4 separate regions of the Mus musculus genome follow, and regions 1, 2 and 4 are each linked to region 3. A link is a contact called in public HiChIP or PLAC-seq and promoter capture Hi-C data. All regions are on one chromosome and are shown on one strand. The core of a region is the stretch at or near the end of the contact, and the rest is flanking DNA. Distances in the headings are between cores, read along the strand shown.

Region 1 (3,618 bases), core at 415-2,914, 280 kb before region 3:
TTAGTATCTTACCTTGAGATATCTAAGTAGTTCTTTCCACAAAACACAGAGCGTGTAATACTTGTTCTTCTGCACCTGGCTTATTTCACCCAACAGTGTCCTCTAGTTCTGCCAGTTTTGACACAAATGGCAAATGTTTTTATCTTTTAAAATGGCGCCTGCCAGCTTATTGTATGTGCACCAAAATGTTCAGAAGAAAACATCAGTTTCTCTGACACTAGAGTTACAGGCAGCTGTGAGCCACCATTTGGGTACTGGGAATCCAACCCAGGTCCTCTGGAAAAGCAGCTAGTTCTCTTAACCACTGAGCCATCAACAGTCCTCTTTTTTTTTTAAGATTTATTTTCATTTTAAGTGGATGAGTGGTGAGTGCATATCTTTGTTTTGTACCAAGTGTGCAGTCCTCAAGGGAACCAGAAGATGGTGTCAGATCTTCTTGAACTAGAGTTATACAAGATTGTGAACTGCCATGCCCAAGTGCTAGGAACTGAACCTGGGTCCTCTGGTGGAGTAGCTAGGGTTCTTAACCACTGAGCAATCTCTCCAGCCCTGAGATTTCACATTTATCATTGAAAAGTACTTCTTTGTATTTTTTTTTATCTCTGATATACTGACTTCATTTCCCTTGGGTATATTCTAGAAGCAAGACAGCTATTTCATCCTATAGACTTAGTTTTTCTGAAGAATCTCCTCTGATTTACATAATGGCCACCCTAATTTGCATTCCCACAGGCAGTGACTAAGACTTTCTTTTTGTTCCCATCATGGCCTGCATGTTATTTCTGCTATTTTGGAATAGCCATTCTGATGAGGGTAAGATAATATCCCATCACAGTTCTGATTTGCATTTCCATGACAGCTACTGATGTGTAATTCTGTAAAGCTTTCACTGATAATCTCTGAGGAATCATAACTAGCAGGTACAATTTTTTAAGCCGAAACTACTAAAACTAAATTTTAAGAATTTGCTTCTTCATTTAAATGCCTCCACATTTTATGTCTTCTTGGATAGAAAGAGAGATCAAGGGGCTGGAGAGATGGCTCAGCGGTTAAGAGCACTGACTGCTCTTCTGAAGGTCCTGAGTTCAATTCCCAGCAACCACATGGTGGCTCACAACCATCCGTAGCAAGATCTGGCACCCTCTTCTGGAGTGTCTGAAGGCAGCTACAGTGTACTTACATATAATAAATAAATAAATAAATAAATGAATAAATAAATAAGAAAGAGAGATCAACTCCCAAAGTTATCCTCTGGCTTTCCCACAGGCATGCCACATAGCACAAGTATGCACACACTCACACTTAAGATTAAACAAATAGAAAATTACTTGTTAGGAGTCCTTATGTAGCTAATAAGCATAAATCAGACCATAAAATATTAAAGGCCATTCTATCCCATAAAATCCTATTGGGAATATCTGCAGGAGACAAGGGAACATCAAACTCTAACCCATCACCTATTTTAACAAAGTTTCGCTGGAATGTAACCAACTACACACTGAATGACAGTTGGTCTATGGCTATTTGAGTGCCATGTCAGAATGAAGTAAAGCACTGTGGCAGAATTCATATGACATTAACTACTTGGCCCTGTAAGAAGTTCTCCAAATGCAGCTACACAGACCCTATGAAAACTCAGGGGCAGAGGTGAAGAACTGAATGCAGTACTGTACTTCACCAATAGATGCCCCCATCTAACCATGCTAATCTAATATAAATTGACTCCCTAAAAAGCACTGTCTCAAATTTTTAATTCAAAACTTAAGTCTTATGATATCAAACACAATTAACCCTTCCTATCTTAGGTACTCAACCTCCACTGGGACTTTGAGTAGGCAAGCATCAGGTTATTTGTTTTGTGCTGCCTTACATTTTTGGTGTACTACAGACACTGTAAAGAGCCTTCTCATACACACTCCTGACCCATGCCTATAGCTAAAAACACAAGAGAAAACACAACCAAAAGCAATCAGCAACGAAGCCAATCAGCTCTTTCCCTAGAAACAGTCAGCCTCAACCTTTCCTAATGCTCAGACCCTTTACCACTGCTCCTCATGCTGTGGTCACCCCCAATCATAACATTATTTTCATGATTCCATAACTGTAATCTTGCTACTGTTATGGATCATAATGTGTGTGGGGTGGTGGGCTGTGCACAGACAACCTGGTCCCCAGTCTAGCAAAAGTCTGGAACCCCAGTGACCCAGTGGGGGGTGATTTCCACCTGCATGGGACAGCAGGTGTTCTGCCATGCCTCCTGGGTCCCTGGCTCCTATCAGTAGGTAGCTACAGCCTCCCCAGCCCCCCACAGAGAGGTATGTGGCCATCAGTCATGTAGGAGCCGCACCGAGCCCTCCCACATGCAAATAAGGTTTCCCCAAAGCTCTCAGACAAAACCAATGAGAAGTACCTGCTGCCAGACAGACCCTTACCCACCCCAAAACTGTATATAAGAATCCTATCCGGAAGGATTAAAGGCATGAGAGAACTACTTGGTCATCCAAGCCTTCTGTCCTAAGAGCTGTAACACTTAGGAAGAGGTCTGCTCTCCCGAAGCTCTGCCTGAAGCTCCGCCACACTCCTCACTGGCTAGTCAGCCTCTTGTCAGCCCAACCCAAACCGACTCAGTGCAGGGCTGCTCTGGCCGGGCCAGAGATCTCCTTGGAAAGCCTTTGGTACACAGGCCCACAAATGTGAATATTTTTGGAGACAGAGGTTTACCATGGGGTGATCCACAGATGGAGAGCTTAGGCTCTCAGAGAGACATAAGCATGGGGTGGAGGAGAAAGGTGTTGCTTCATGGGCTGGCTTCCCTTAAGACCACCACAATCAGAAGGGAAACAGTTCTGTTGGCCAAAGTTGCCCTGCCTTGTCCAAGTCTCATTTTCTCAGCCTCAGAACCATTCAGTGAATTGTCCCACGAGCTACAAAATCTTTTCCCTTCCATAAACAGCAAACTCGCCTCTTTTTTTTTCAAATAAAGTCCAGTAACTAGTATAAAATGTAAATCACTTCAAAATGGTTTGGCAAAAAATCTGGAGTGGACAAAAGATAACGAAATCATGAATTTAGACAAGTTGACTTGTTCATCTTAGCATCTAACAGGTAGTTCGACTAATACTAGTTCTAGACAAAATTGTAAAATGGACTGGGCTTTGGTTCCCATCCTCAATTTCAATAGGCATTGATATTCTGTTCTTAGCTCTGCTAGCTGCAAATTACTCATCTATTATTGTATTCTTAGTTTTCAATTAATTCCAAACAGTAAATTCAGCAGCTTAGGTTTCAGTCAGCACCTATAAAAACAAGAGCCCGCTGCCATATGCTCCCATTCCCTTAGACGTCTTTAGTTCACTGCTGGCCATAGAGGTGCAGCCCTTTAATCCCAGCACTCAGGAGGCAGAGGCAGGTGCTGGGTTCAAGGTCAGCCTGATCTATAGAGCTAGTTCCAGGAAAACCAAGGCTACACAGAGAAATCCTATCTCAGAAAAACAACAAAAGGAAAGGAAAGGAAAGGAAAGGAAAGGAAAGGAAAGGAAAGGAAAGGAAAGGAATCCATCACGTTTATATTTTAACAGAATTTTTTGAAATGAAGGTTTAATTTACAAAATATTCTGG
Region 2 (3,314 bases), core at 58-2,557, 350 kb before region 3:
ATTTAATACTAAAGGTCAAGACCTTCTTTTAGAATTAAAAAGGAAAGAAACCCAACAAAATAAAATTACACTTTAACATAGCTCTTTCTCCTAAAAGACAAAACCCCACCAAAAAACAAAAACCATGTGCATTGCTGGAGGGAAGCAAAGATAAGTAAGGTAAACACGCTATTGATTAATGCACACATAAGATAATCCTGCCCATGCTTTTTAGATTCCGTAACTAATATGGCCACTCCTGGGGAACTCCGAATCTTGATGAATGTGTTCTGATAATGCTGAGGGGGCAGGGTCTCTTCAAAGAGGTTTCTTTTAGACTTGAAACTATGTTTCGGAGCTGAAACTGTGTCTGCTAGATAACCTATTCTTCTGAAAAAGCTTTACAAACTGAAGGAAAACCCATTCCTACTGGAGAGTTAAAATTGTCATGGGAAAAAAAATGTTAACAAGCCAGCCACCAGTGTTAGTGTCCACCGTGGCTGCAGATCCACAGAGCACAAAGTGGGGAGCAGCATTTACCTGGGAGACAGAATCCAACCTACCCAACTGTGCCCCACCCCCATGTGCTAAGGCAGTTGAGGGACTCTTGAGAGCCACAGGCAGGCCTCATACTGACTGTCATGCCCAGATATGGGTTCAAAAGCACATCAAAACCAGGGGCTGGCTGCTGCCCAGTCGTCCATCTCTTCTTAGGGCCGCCCAATGGCTGGCTGGGGGGGCCTGGAGGGGGGTGTCTCTAACCCTCACTCAGGTGTGGGTTCCTGTGCTAGGTTCCTGCTAGGCAGGGGCAGTTAGTAAAGTTTACAGATGTGGAAGCCTCCCATAGAAGTTAGTGACTATGCTCACACTAATAAACTAATATGGAAGACAAAGCCACAGCTGACTTCCAAGCCAGAGACGCCAGCCTCCTCCACCCCGTCCCCACATTATCCTTTTCCTGAATCTTTAAAAAGAACGTATGAATTTGGTCATTAGTAGACAAGATAATTAAAAAATTGAAACACCTAAAACCACAGCTAAACACCACATTCATTTTTCAGCAACTTTAGTGTCTAAGTTTGATGACTACCCTGTCTTACAGAAGACCTTGGTATCGCCTGCTAAGTGGATGAATTAACACATATACAGCAGGCAATTAACTCAGATGAGATGGTGGGGTCATGGTTTGGCCTAAGGCTTTCCCAACAGTCAAGGAGCCTTGAAGCTTACATGAAAATCTGAAATGGATTCTGTGTGGAAGGCAGGCTGTGCTGAGTGCTCCCATGGTGGCATGCGTGAGGGGGCGGGAAGTGTGCGTGAGGGGGCGGGAAGCACGCCTGAGGGGGCAGGGGTGCGCATGCTTTTCAGTCCTTAGACGTGGAGAGACGCACTGAAGCTTTTCCAAACTTCCAGAACTTTTTTTGAGTGAGCTACTGAGTCAGTTCCAAGGCTCTCCTTAGGAAGAGAACAGTGGGCAGGGAGAAGCCCAGAGCTACTTTCTGGCTCCTCCATGGGGAGGCATCAACACCCCGGAAGCCTCTCTGGGGAGGGCACACAGGTCCTACTGGTGGGTGGCCCGCCTGCAGAAGGCATGGGAACACAGCAAGGACAGCACTGGTTTGCACTCACCTTCATCTTACCTGAAATGAGCTTAGTCACAAGGGTGCGCTCCAGTGACTCAGCACCAACAGTGAGTGCTGACAGCGTTCCAACACTTTTCTTTAGGTTTGCTCTTTTATGATGATATAAAAAGTCACACTTGCTCTTTGATTTTTGTCACCACTGAAAAGTGACATTTCAGGCTTCCAAAGATAGATAGATAGATTGGTCTGTCTGTCTGTCTACCTTTTTATAGGCCCAGCCAGGCTATAATGCTCTCTCTCTCCTCCACACATCCCTGATTCCGAGGTTGCAGGTATGTGTTATGATGCCCAGCTCCTTCTCTCTCTCTCTCTCTCTCTCTCTCTCTCTCTCTCTCTCTCTCTCTCTCCCTCCCTCCCTCCCTCCCTCCCTCCCTCCCTCCCTCCCTCCCTCCCTCCCTCCCTCCCTCTCTCTCTCTCTCTCTCTCTCTCTCTCTCTCTCTCTCTCTCTCTCCTCTCTCTCTCTCTCTGTGTGTGTGTAGCCCTGGCTGTCCTGGAATTCATTTTGTAGACCAGGCTGGCCTTGAACTCAGAAATCTGCCTCCCGAGTGCTGGGATTAAAGGTGTGCGCCACCACCGCCTGGCCCGTCTCTCCTCTTCTGATGCATCAGTGAGCATGTGGCTGTTACGTCAGCTTCCTCTATTGAAGAGCAGTCCGTCCATCCACCCATCTTACTTCAAACGACTGAGACACAGAAAGATAACGGAAAAGCACAGCAGAGCTCTGCGCATAGCCATCACTGGCCACAGCAGGGTCCTTCTAGCCCAGCTCTGGGTATCCCCTCCAGAATCCTTTCCTAGGGACAGAGAACCTAGACAACAGCTGTTACCATCCTGCTTCCAAAACTGTGGTGAGGTTTCTGTGCCTGGAGGCGTGGGCCTGCGCAGGTGATTCACATCCAAGCTCAAGGCCCAAGAGGGCTCAGGCCAGGGCCACACACCCTGCTCGTCACTGGAGACTTTGGTTTTATAAAAATAAATCTTGAATTCGGTTTATACACTCAAATCTTACTTATTGAAAATTTTTTACAGGGTGTCTTAGTGTGGGAAAGCTCTAAATGAGTCTTCTGCGACCAGATTGCCTCTGGGCTGGGCACATATGTGCGACTCCGCTCCTAGGCAGAGGTTTTCTCTCTGGCCTTGTCTGGGGTATTCTAAGCCCCACACTTGCCTCTACCGAGGAATGTCATTTAGCCTTGGTTAGTTTGCAGGATCGATTTCCTTTCTCCTGATAAACCTAGTCATTCAACCTGCATCCAAGACTACCAAGAGGATTCCCCATGCTAATGAGGCATTCTAGGTCCCTTAAAGTCCTCAGCCAATAATGGCCTTTGCTCATCTTGGATGTCCCTACCCTCAGTCCCCCAAACTTTATAAACCTTCAGTCACTCTGAGTAAAGTTGGTCTGCCTACTGACAAGCAGTCCCTGTGGGCATGCACTGTACACACTCAGGGGGCTTCCGAACCCCAACCCCCTCGACAGCTCTGCTATCTTTGCTCTTGTGTTCTTAGGGTTATACTGCTGTGAAGAGAACCATGAACAAGGTGACTCATAAAGAAAAACATCTGGCTGAGGCTGGCTTACAGTTTCAGAAGGTTAGTCCGTTATCATGGCAGCATGCAGGTAGACATGGTACTGGAGAAACAGATGAGAGTGTTCCACATCTTGATCCGAAGGCACCCAAATGGAGACTG
Region 3 (3,693 bases), core at 946-3,445:
ATTTAACATACCAAAAATACTTTAACAATGAAAGACTCTAGGTTGGATTCTGGTTTGAGACATTCTGTGGTGGGTAACTAGGAGCCACTAAGAATGATGTGACAGCTTTGTGCATTAGTGAAATCACTCTCTAAAAGGCTGCGGCAGGTTGGGAATCGAGAGTCTCCAAGTGTAGGCAGGAAGAACAATCAGAAGGCTAATTAATAATGGGATAGAAAACAGGAAGGCATAAAACTACTGGGATGAAAAGACTGGACAGAAATAGAATCAAAAGTACTTGGTTGTGGGAGAGGCAGAGATGGTCTAATGACTCTCCTTAGGGATCCCAGTGGTAAGATCAATAGCACAGGAAGGGAGCATTCAGAAGGCCGGGTAAGAATGGGGACTGCCCAAGCCGTGAATATTGTGCAGTCCCTCAGCCAGCTCACTGGCTGTCGACTGTGAGGAAAGAAACCACTTACTATGATGATTTAGGGGCCAAGCTTGATGCCTCGTGGAAAAACCTGAAAAACACTGAGAGGCAACTGGCCTTGAAGTACCACCCTGGTAAGAGTGGACGTGAAGGAGAAGCAAGTAAACAGTCTTCTCAAGCGCACAGAGTTTCCAGAGGTTAAGCATTCAGACCTGGGAGAAACTGGGGGGACTTTGGTCCAAACCAAGAAAGACAGCGCCATTACAGTAGAGCAGCAAGTGAGGGGCATGGCCCTCATGTCTGAATGGGTGGTCTGCATCCAGTTGTTGGGACTTAATATGTTAAAGTGAATGCGCGGAAGGTATGATCACAATATGCCCACTACTTGCTACTGTTTTTGTGGTAATAGTGGAGCATAGTGGCATCTTAGAAGTCATGTGAAAAACAAGCACAGAAACCAAAGCTCAGCCATGGTGGGAGAGCACAGAAAGACAAGAGCTGCGACAAGAAAGACAAAAAGGAAATGATGAGTGCAATTCAGCAATGATTTGCATTTCGCTTCAGCCAAAGAAAATCCAGCTATATTTTTCTGGGTTCCAGCATTTCAGTGACAGCTGCATTCATGAATGACCAAATTAACTATTGTGGAGCTTTCTAAAAATATACAAAGCACTCACTCCACCGTATGCTATAAGCAGGTCATGAAATATCAGGGGGGGAAAAAAAAAACCTCCAACAAAACAACCAAACAAACAAACAAAAAAGCCAGACCCCGAAGGAAATGCATCAAGGGTATAAGAGTTTTCCATTTAAAACAACAAAATGAAACGGCTAACGTTTGATCCAGCACATCCATCCTGTACTGTACTTCTGTCGATCAGAAAGCTGGTGTGCTTACTGACTTTTTCTTTAAGCACTTAAGATCACGGAGTGGCATGCCAAGTCTATTAAGTCTATGTGGGAGATGCAGACACCACACTAAAGGGGTTTACAATGAGGTTACGGGTCGCATTTGGTATACAGTTACGGAAATTTTTAGTATGTTAGTAATTTTGAACACGCAGGCTGAGCTAGTTCACAGAGAATGTTATTTTTTACTTAGAGAAGTCAACCTGGATTATCTTAGGCAGTTCAATAAGAATGCAAACATTTCATATTTTATTCCCTATAAGGGGGAAAAATGGAAGGAGGAAGAAAACACAGCAATTACCACAAAACCAGTCAGGGTCCCCGCTGGCCACACAAGGACGAGCCTTTGGGAAGGAGAAATTCAATCCTACTTTGATGGGAAAAACAGCAACTTTCACCACTAATTACCATACAAAAGCATAGTGGTTACACAACTAAATGTTGAAGTCAACCTCATCCACAACGTCCCAAGTGCGGCTGAGGGAAAGCCACGGGGCGTACCTTTGGAGGGTCCCACTGGCCACAACGCCCCTCTGGACGCGTGGCCAGAGCCTTGCAGGGCCAAAGGAGGGGTTGGCAGTCGTCCCACGACCAGGGCAGAAAGGGACTGCTTCCTGGGACACACAGGTGAAGCGACACCACCAGGTGGCTGCACAGCACCCACCAAAGCTATCCAGGTTTACCGCGTGCAGCCCGGAAGGCTACCCGACCCACTGCGCAGCCCTACGGCGCAGCCTATTAGGGCCAGGAGAGGCGGGCTAGGGGCAGGGAGGGGTGGGGCGGGGCCAGGCCAGCCCTCGCTCTGCCTGACGGGAATTGTAGTTCTGAAAAAGAAGCCATAGGGGCGGAAAAGGCCAAGGGGACTACATTTCCGGGAGAGGGAGTGGATACGGAGGGCCGCGAGGTGCAGCGTTAATCCCGAGAGCAGAAAGAAGGGCCAGGAAGGCGCCGTTGATTCTGTTCCTTTGCGTCAAATCCGTGTGTCGCTACCTCTTGATCTCTGCCCCGAGTCCCCAGCGCGGGGTCCCGCGTCAGCCTTCCTTTGAGGTTCGCAGGTGGCGGCTGCCACCCCTCGCGGAAGTGAGGGGCGCGCCCCTCCTGGGCCCTGCGGACCCCTAGTCTCCATGGGCCGGACCCGGAAGGCCAATGTGTGCCGCAGGCTGAGTCGCCGGGCTCTGGGCTTCTATGCACGCGACGCAGGCGTGGTGCAGAGGACGAACCTGGGCATCCTGCGGGCGCTGGTGTGCCAGGTGACGCCCGCCGAAGTCGGGGTGCCCGGGGTCCAACCTCCTGCCGGGCTGCAGTTTTTTACGCGCTCTGATACCCCTTTGAGGGTCTTACGTGGGGAGGGGCATCCGTGTCCCGCAATTAGGGTATTAGAAAATAGGTACTCAGGTCCGCCGCCTGGCGTAGTTTTTAAAAAGCTTCTTTTGCCTTCCTGCAAACAATCGATTCAAAACTTGGGCATCCAACTAAACCGACATCTATGGGCAGAGGGAGAAAAAAAAAAAAAAAAAAGGAGAAACAATGTACTTTAAAACTGTAGATTTCAACTACCCACCGAAAATGGTTCCATAGCAGGGGACTGAGTTCTTTCCTAAACTGAAATTCTTTGTGTCTTTCAGGAGAGTACTAAATTTAAGAATGTTTGGACAACTCATTCCAAGTCACCTATAGCCTATGAGAGAGGAAGAATATATTTTGACAATTACCGGTGCTGTGTCAGCAGGTAAATTCTTGGTGATGATTTTTTTTTTTTTTTGCTATAATCCACCTGACCCTAGTTTTTATAGAACCACGTGGCTTCTTTAGTACTTAGTGAAATTGGAAGATGAAAAAAAAAAAAAAAATGAGTCCATAATAAAACTAGGTGGAAAATGCATGTGATCTTAAAAACTCGTTAAGTCTAAAGTTTCGGACTTCATCTTTGTAAATACTTTTATTTCACACAAAATTATAGCACAGGCAAAATAATACGTTTCTCAGCACAGTTTGCTGTTTTATACCCATTTAAAGATCAGAGTCCAGAAAATGGGTTGTGAAATAATTAGATGCTGCTTAGGAGACAGGCATTTTGTTTTAGAAGTACTTTTTTTTTTTTCCCAAGAGAAAAAAAATGTTCAAACAAAAGTATAGTATTTGTAGATAAATAGTATTTAACAGCCAGCCTCCATCCATTCAAGGTCAGACTGAAGAGAACGACACAGTGAATTGATGCTTCCATGCCCGTCACCTGGATTAAGGGATTATGGAATTGCCGCTCTTTATCTTTCACTTTGCATCTGTAAGAATTATGGGCATTTTTCTGTGTGCCAAGCTTCAGTGGTGTTGTTCCTCCGGAGCAAATCACCTTGTTGAGATAGGTTCTCCTT
Region 4 (3,317 bases), core at 249-2,748, 370 kb before region 3:
TGTGCAGATGTAGTCAGCCATGAACTGCGCATGTGCTCACACAGAACGATGGGCAGCACGGTGAGCTGTTAGTGTGTAGGTAGGCGCCTTCTCTCTGGTCCAGGGCCGTGGGAGCGTGTGTTGCTTGTGTAGCATTTGCTGCTTTCACAGCCTGATCCCTCAGACGAGGCAGAGCGCGTTCTGTGAGACTCAGTTGTCGCTCATCAGTGAACCCTGGTGTCGGAATTCTGAAGAGATCCTTTTGTCAGCGTGTGATGACCTGTCTCCTTCCCAGGGGAACGACTTACCTTGTGTTCTTTCTCGCCCTCTGCTCAGGTCTGATGCCTTTGTCAGCAGGGCTGCCTAGCCTCCCCAACCTCCCCAGCCTCTCCAACTTCAACCTCCCTGCTCCGCACATCATGCCAGGGGTCGGTTTGCCAGAGCTCGGGAGCCCGGGTATGTTGCATGCCTTACCCTCCTAAGACATTGCTAATAAAAACATGGATTCAGGAAAGCGAGGCCTCCCGTTCAGTCTTTTCCAGAAAGAGCATCTCAGCTAAACACATTTCAGCTACTTCTAATCAGTATCCATCTTTTATATGGAGAAGAAGAAAGAAGTCCATGACCCGGCCTTCTGCCTCCCTCCCTTTCTCTACACCCTGGTAGGTTTGGCCCCAGGCAGGCTACCATAGGATCAGTGGAGTTGCACTGTGCACTGAATTTGACAGTGTGGTACAGTCACCTAATAAAGATGCTTGAGTCCCCTCTCTTCACTTCCTGTTTAAGGATGCTACCCACAGGAAATGCTGGTGACTGCTCTGTGCAGTCCAGGCCTGGTATTTTTGTTTTTCTGAGATTGGAGGGGCAGGCGGAGTCTCACTGTAGCTGGCCTGGATTAACTTCCTGCCTCAGCCTCTCAAGTGCTAGGACCACAGCTCTGCACTCGGGCCAGCTAAGTGTTCTGGGGGTTGACAGATGGTTTTATAATAGTAACCCAGAGCACCAGCTGCCAGCAGGTGGCTCTCAGGTCATATGCCCAGGTGAAAAGGGAGCAGCAGTCCCCAAGCCTGCTCCTGCTGACGCTCCCTGTGACTGCCCATCATGACACTGCAGTGATCACTCCATACTGAATAGTGGTTGTCATTGTCACACTTCTGACAGGTTTGCATTTTTTACATCTTCAGTGCCAGGGCTGAAGAACAAGGGACCTAGAAAGCCCCAGCTGCACCGACCACACTCCCTGCTTCTTTTCCCTGGGGCCCATATTCTTGGTCCCTCTGTCTTTAAATGCAGCAAGCCTCTAAGGACAGGACAGCTTCTCCAGCCAGTGGTGTCCTGGACATACCCCGTACAATCCGCCTTCCCTTTGCTCTTTCCTCTCTGAAGATCTCCAGAATAACGCACCAAGAGCAGCACAGGCAGTGCGGGGCCTCCCCAGGTGCAGGGCGGCTCCCTTGAGGCAGTGCTGCTGCTCCTCCACAGCTCCTCCTCTTAGCTGACAAGAGGCGCCTTGCCTGGGCAGGATCCTCCTAGCTCACATCCAGCCAGCGCCCTTGAACGCCAGGGAGCACTGCTTCCCATGGCTCTGGAGGGAGCTGTTGTCGCATCGGCAGACTCCTGAGTGCAGGGCTGAGTACACGGAGCTTGGGCCTGGAAAGCTTTTGGCCCCAGCCTCCAGTTAGAGGTCAGCAAAGGTGGCAGTGAGCAAAGAGCTCTGCTTCGGCTGCAGGCTCTCAGGGGCAGGTAGAGGAGCTTGATGGCCGTGCTCTGGTTGCTGGGAGAATATGTGACCTCTGCTGTTTCTATCCTAGGTTTGCCACCTCTTCCCTCCTTGCCTCCCCGAAACTTACCTGGCATTGCACCTCTCCCCATGCTGTCCGACTTCCTCCCGTCATTCCCTTTGGTTCCAGAGGGCTCTTCTGCAGCCAGCGCAGGGGAGCCGCTGTCTTCCCTTCCTGCCATGGGCCCACCTTCTGACCCTGTCATGACTACTGCAAAGGCAGACGCCTCTTCCCTCACTGTGGATGTGACGTCTCCTGCTTCCAAGGTCCCCACCACTGTTGAGGACAGAGTCAGCGACTGCACCCCGGCCGTCGAGAAGCCTGTGTCTGATGCAGATGCTTCAGAGCCTTCTTAACTGGGAACCAATGTTCAGAACCGACGTGGTCTGTTTAGTTAACCACGGGGTCAGGTCTGGAATCGCAAACTACCATTGATTTCATACTAGTGTGTACCGTATCTGTAGGTGTCCTGTACATAATTCTAAGGGGAAACTACGCAAGAGGCTGAGGGCTTGCCTCCCACCACGTCGGGGGGTTACAGCCGAGGAGGGCAATCTGAGAATGTGCTTGTATTTTAAACAACCAAAAAAAGTTGTCATGGGTGGCTTGCTGCCAGGCATCTACTGCCGTTCTGGGAGGTTCATCTTTGGAAGAGAGATGGCGGGGTACCCACTGGGTTCCCTGTACCACTGCTATGCCTTGTGTAAGGAAATGAAATATTTTATGCCTAGTGCCCACATGCAACATTTCTTGTACTTTGTAAGTCGTTTGCAAGAACACAGACCACCTCACTAAACTGTACAAGGAAACAAGAATTTACTGTTGGTCTCTGTGAGTCGCATCTCTATTACGGTTTACACAAAACTCCCAGTTGCAGATGTTTTGTTCCGGTCCATGGCACACTATTAATTGAACATCTTTTTATTCTGCCTGTACACAGATCTTGTTTTGAACTCAGAATTATTCAGACACCATTTTGTAGCTGCTGCTGTTGCTTTAGATGCCTGTGGTAAGATGGCATTTAAAGAGAAAGAGAGGAGCTGCGCTCTGTAGCTACTTAACGGTATCGCGGCAATAAACTCCAGTCGCTTTACGGTCTCCTTGTGTTCTAAGTGGCGAGCGTGTACTTCATGTGTGCCTCACATCTCTCAGGTCAGCCTGTGGTGGGTGTGCTTTTCTAAGTTTCCAAGCGATGCTCCATCGAGTGGGACTGATGTCCTGGGTGACGGAAAAGCATCTGACAGCCCCCTTTGGAAGTAAGGTGGAAGCAGTTTGTTGACTGTTGACCTGGTACTAGCATAAAGATACCCACACCGCAGTGGTGGCCATTGCTGACTCTGCCAGAAACCCAGCCCCTCTCCCAGGATGCATTTATAGAGACACAGGCCTAAAGTCAGTGATGTAGAAATCTCCACAGTCCCAGCACTGGGCATCCCTGAAGCAGTCTGGCAGCTCATGAGCCAAATTGGCAAGTTCCACACTCAGTGAGAGACCTGCAAAAACAGGTGGTTTTTTCTCTCTCTCTCTCTCTCTCTCTCTCTCTCTCTCTCTCTCTCT

Evidence for each region. Promoter capture Hi-C pulls out the DNA fragments that hold promoters and counts their contacts. HiChIP or PLAC-seq counts read pairs in DNA pulled down with a chosen protein or histone mark.
Region 1: a contact with region 3 is called in a promoter capture Hi-C map of embryonic stem cells, with 3 times the contacts expected there. The contact joins the enhancer-like site here to the promoter of Dcaf17 in region 3. A contact is called at or near these places in 21 of 39 promoter capture datasets (the 3T3-L1 cell line, the HPC-7 cell line, HPC-7-derived erythroid cells and 14 more), 5 of 15 datasets of contacts at CTCF or cohesin (CD8 T cells, the NIH/3T3 cell line, large pre-B cells and 2 more), 104 of 484 Hi-C or Micro-C datasets (the AML12 cell line, B cells, the C2C12 cell line and 63 more), 39 of 115 datasets of contacts at active chromatin or transcription factors (the 230-238 cell line, CD8 T cells, DN3 thymocytes and 27 more) and 5 of 9 other capture datasets (adipose tissue, embryonic stem cells, liver and 2 more).
Region 2: a promoter capture Hi-C map of embryonic stem cells shows a contact between it and region 3, with 6 times the contacts expected there. The contact joins the enhancer-like site here to the promoter of Dcaf17 in region 3. A contact is called at or near these places in 29 of 39 promoter capture datasets (the 3T3-L1 cell line, 3T3-L1-derived adipocytes, the HPC-7 cell line and 18 more), 8 of 15 datasets of contacts at CTCF or cohesin (the NIH/3T3 cell line, embryonic stem cells, hippocampal excitatory neurons and 3 more), 151 of 484 Hi-C or Micro-C datasets (the 3T3-L1 cell line, 3T3-L1-derived adipocytes, the 63-12 cell line and 71 more), 50 of 115 datasets of contacts at active chromatin or transcription factors (the 230-238 cell line, SST interneurons, T-cell acute lymphoblastic leukemia and 31 more) and 5 of 9 other capture datasets (adipose tissue, embryonic stem cells, liver and 2 more).
Region 4: a contact with region 3 is called in an H3K27ac HiChIP or PLAC-seq map of embryonic stem cells, with 9 times the contacts expected there. The contact joins the enhancer-like site here to the promoter of Dcaf17 in region 3. A contact is called at or near these places in 7 of 39 promoter capture datasets (the HPC-7 cell line, cranial neural crest, frontonasal cranial neural crest and 4 more), 1 of 15 datasets of contacts at CTCF or cohesin (the NIH/3T3 cell line), 7 of 484 Hi-C or Micro-C datasets (bone marrow-derived macrophages, cochlea, embryonic stem cells and 2 more), 25 of 115 datasets of contacts at active chromatin or transcription factors (the 230-238 cell line, acute myeloid leukemia, bone marrow-derived macrophages and 15 more) and 4 of 9 other capture datasets (adipose tissue, embryonic stem cells, liver and 1 more).

What each region holds. Positions count from the first base shown.
Region 1 is chr2:70,778,162-70,781,779 of GRCm38.p6, forward strand. All of the region lies in intron 2 of Tlk1 (tousled-like kinase 1), which reads right to left. Among named protein-coding and RNA genes, the nearest start is that of Tlk1, 46 kb to the right of the region's middle. Within about 2 kb of position 1,665, at least 48 of the 459 cell types and tissues checked have an H3K27ac peak or open chromatin away from gene starts, as enhancers often do. A contact at or near this core is called in CD8 T cells, DN3 thymocytes, centrocytes and 9 more, where this site is marked.
Region 2 is chr2:70,707,909-70,711,222 of GRCm38.p6, forward strand. Gm38528 (a long non-coding RNA gene) reads left to right here. Exons shown (of 4, transcript XR_866403.3): 2 at 1,835-1,894; 3 at 3,132-3,215. Among named protein-coding and RNA genes, the nearest start is that of Gm38528, 5.2 kb to the left of the region's middle. Within about 2 kb of position 1,308, at least 19 of the 459 cell types and tissues checked have an H3K27ac peak or open chromatin away from gene starts, as enhancers often do. A contact at or near this core is called in embryonic stem cells, expanded potential stem cells and trophoblast stem cells, where this site is marked.
Region 3 is chr2:71,053,549-71,057,241 of GRCm38.p6, forward strand. It overlaps Dcaf17 (DDB1 and CUL4 associated factor 17), which reads left to right and starts at 2,196. Exons shown (of 14, transcript NM_001165980.1): 1 at 2,196-2,571; 2 at 2,947-3,050. The coding sequence starts at 2,446. Mettl8 (methyltransferase like 8) reads right to left here and starts at 2,058. Exons shown (of 10, transcript NM_145524.3): 1 at 1,823-2,058.
Region 4 is chr2:70,688,868-70,692,184 of GRCm38.p6, forward strand. It overlaps Gorasp2 (golgi reassembly stacking protein 2), which reads left to right. Exons shown (of 10, transcript NM_027352.4): 9 at 316-435; 10 at 1,791-2,858. The coding sequence ends at 2,116. Among named protein-coding and RNA genes, the nearest start is that of Gm38528, 14 kb to the right of the region's middle. Within about 2 kb of position 1,499, at least 41 of the 459 cell types and tissues checked have an H3K27ac peak or open chromatin away from gene starts, as enhancers often do. A contact at or near this core is called in embryonic stem cells, epiblast stem cells, pancreatic islet and 1 more, where this site is marked.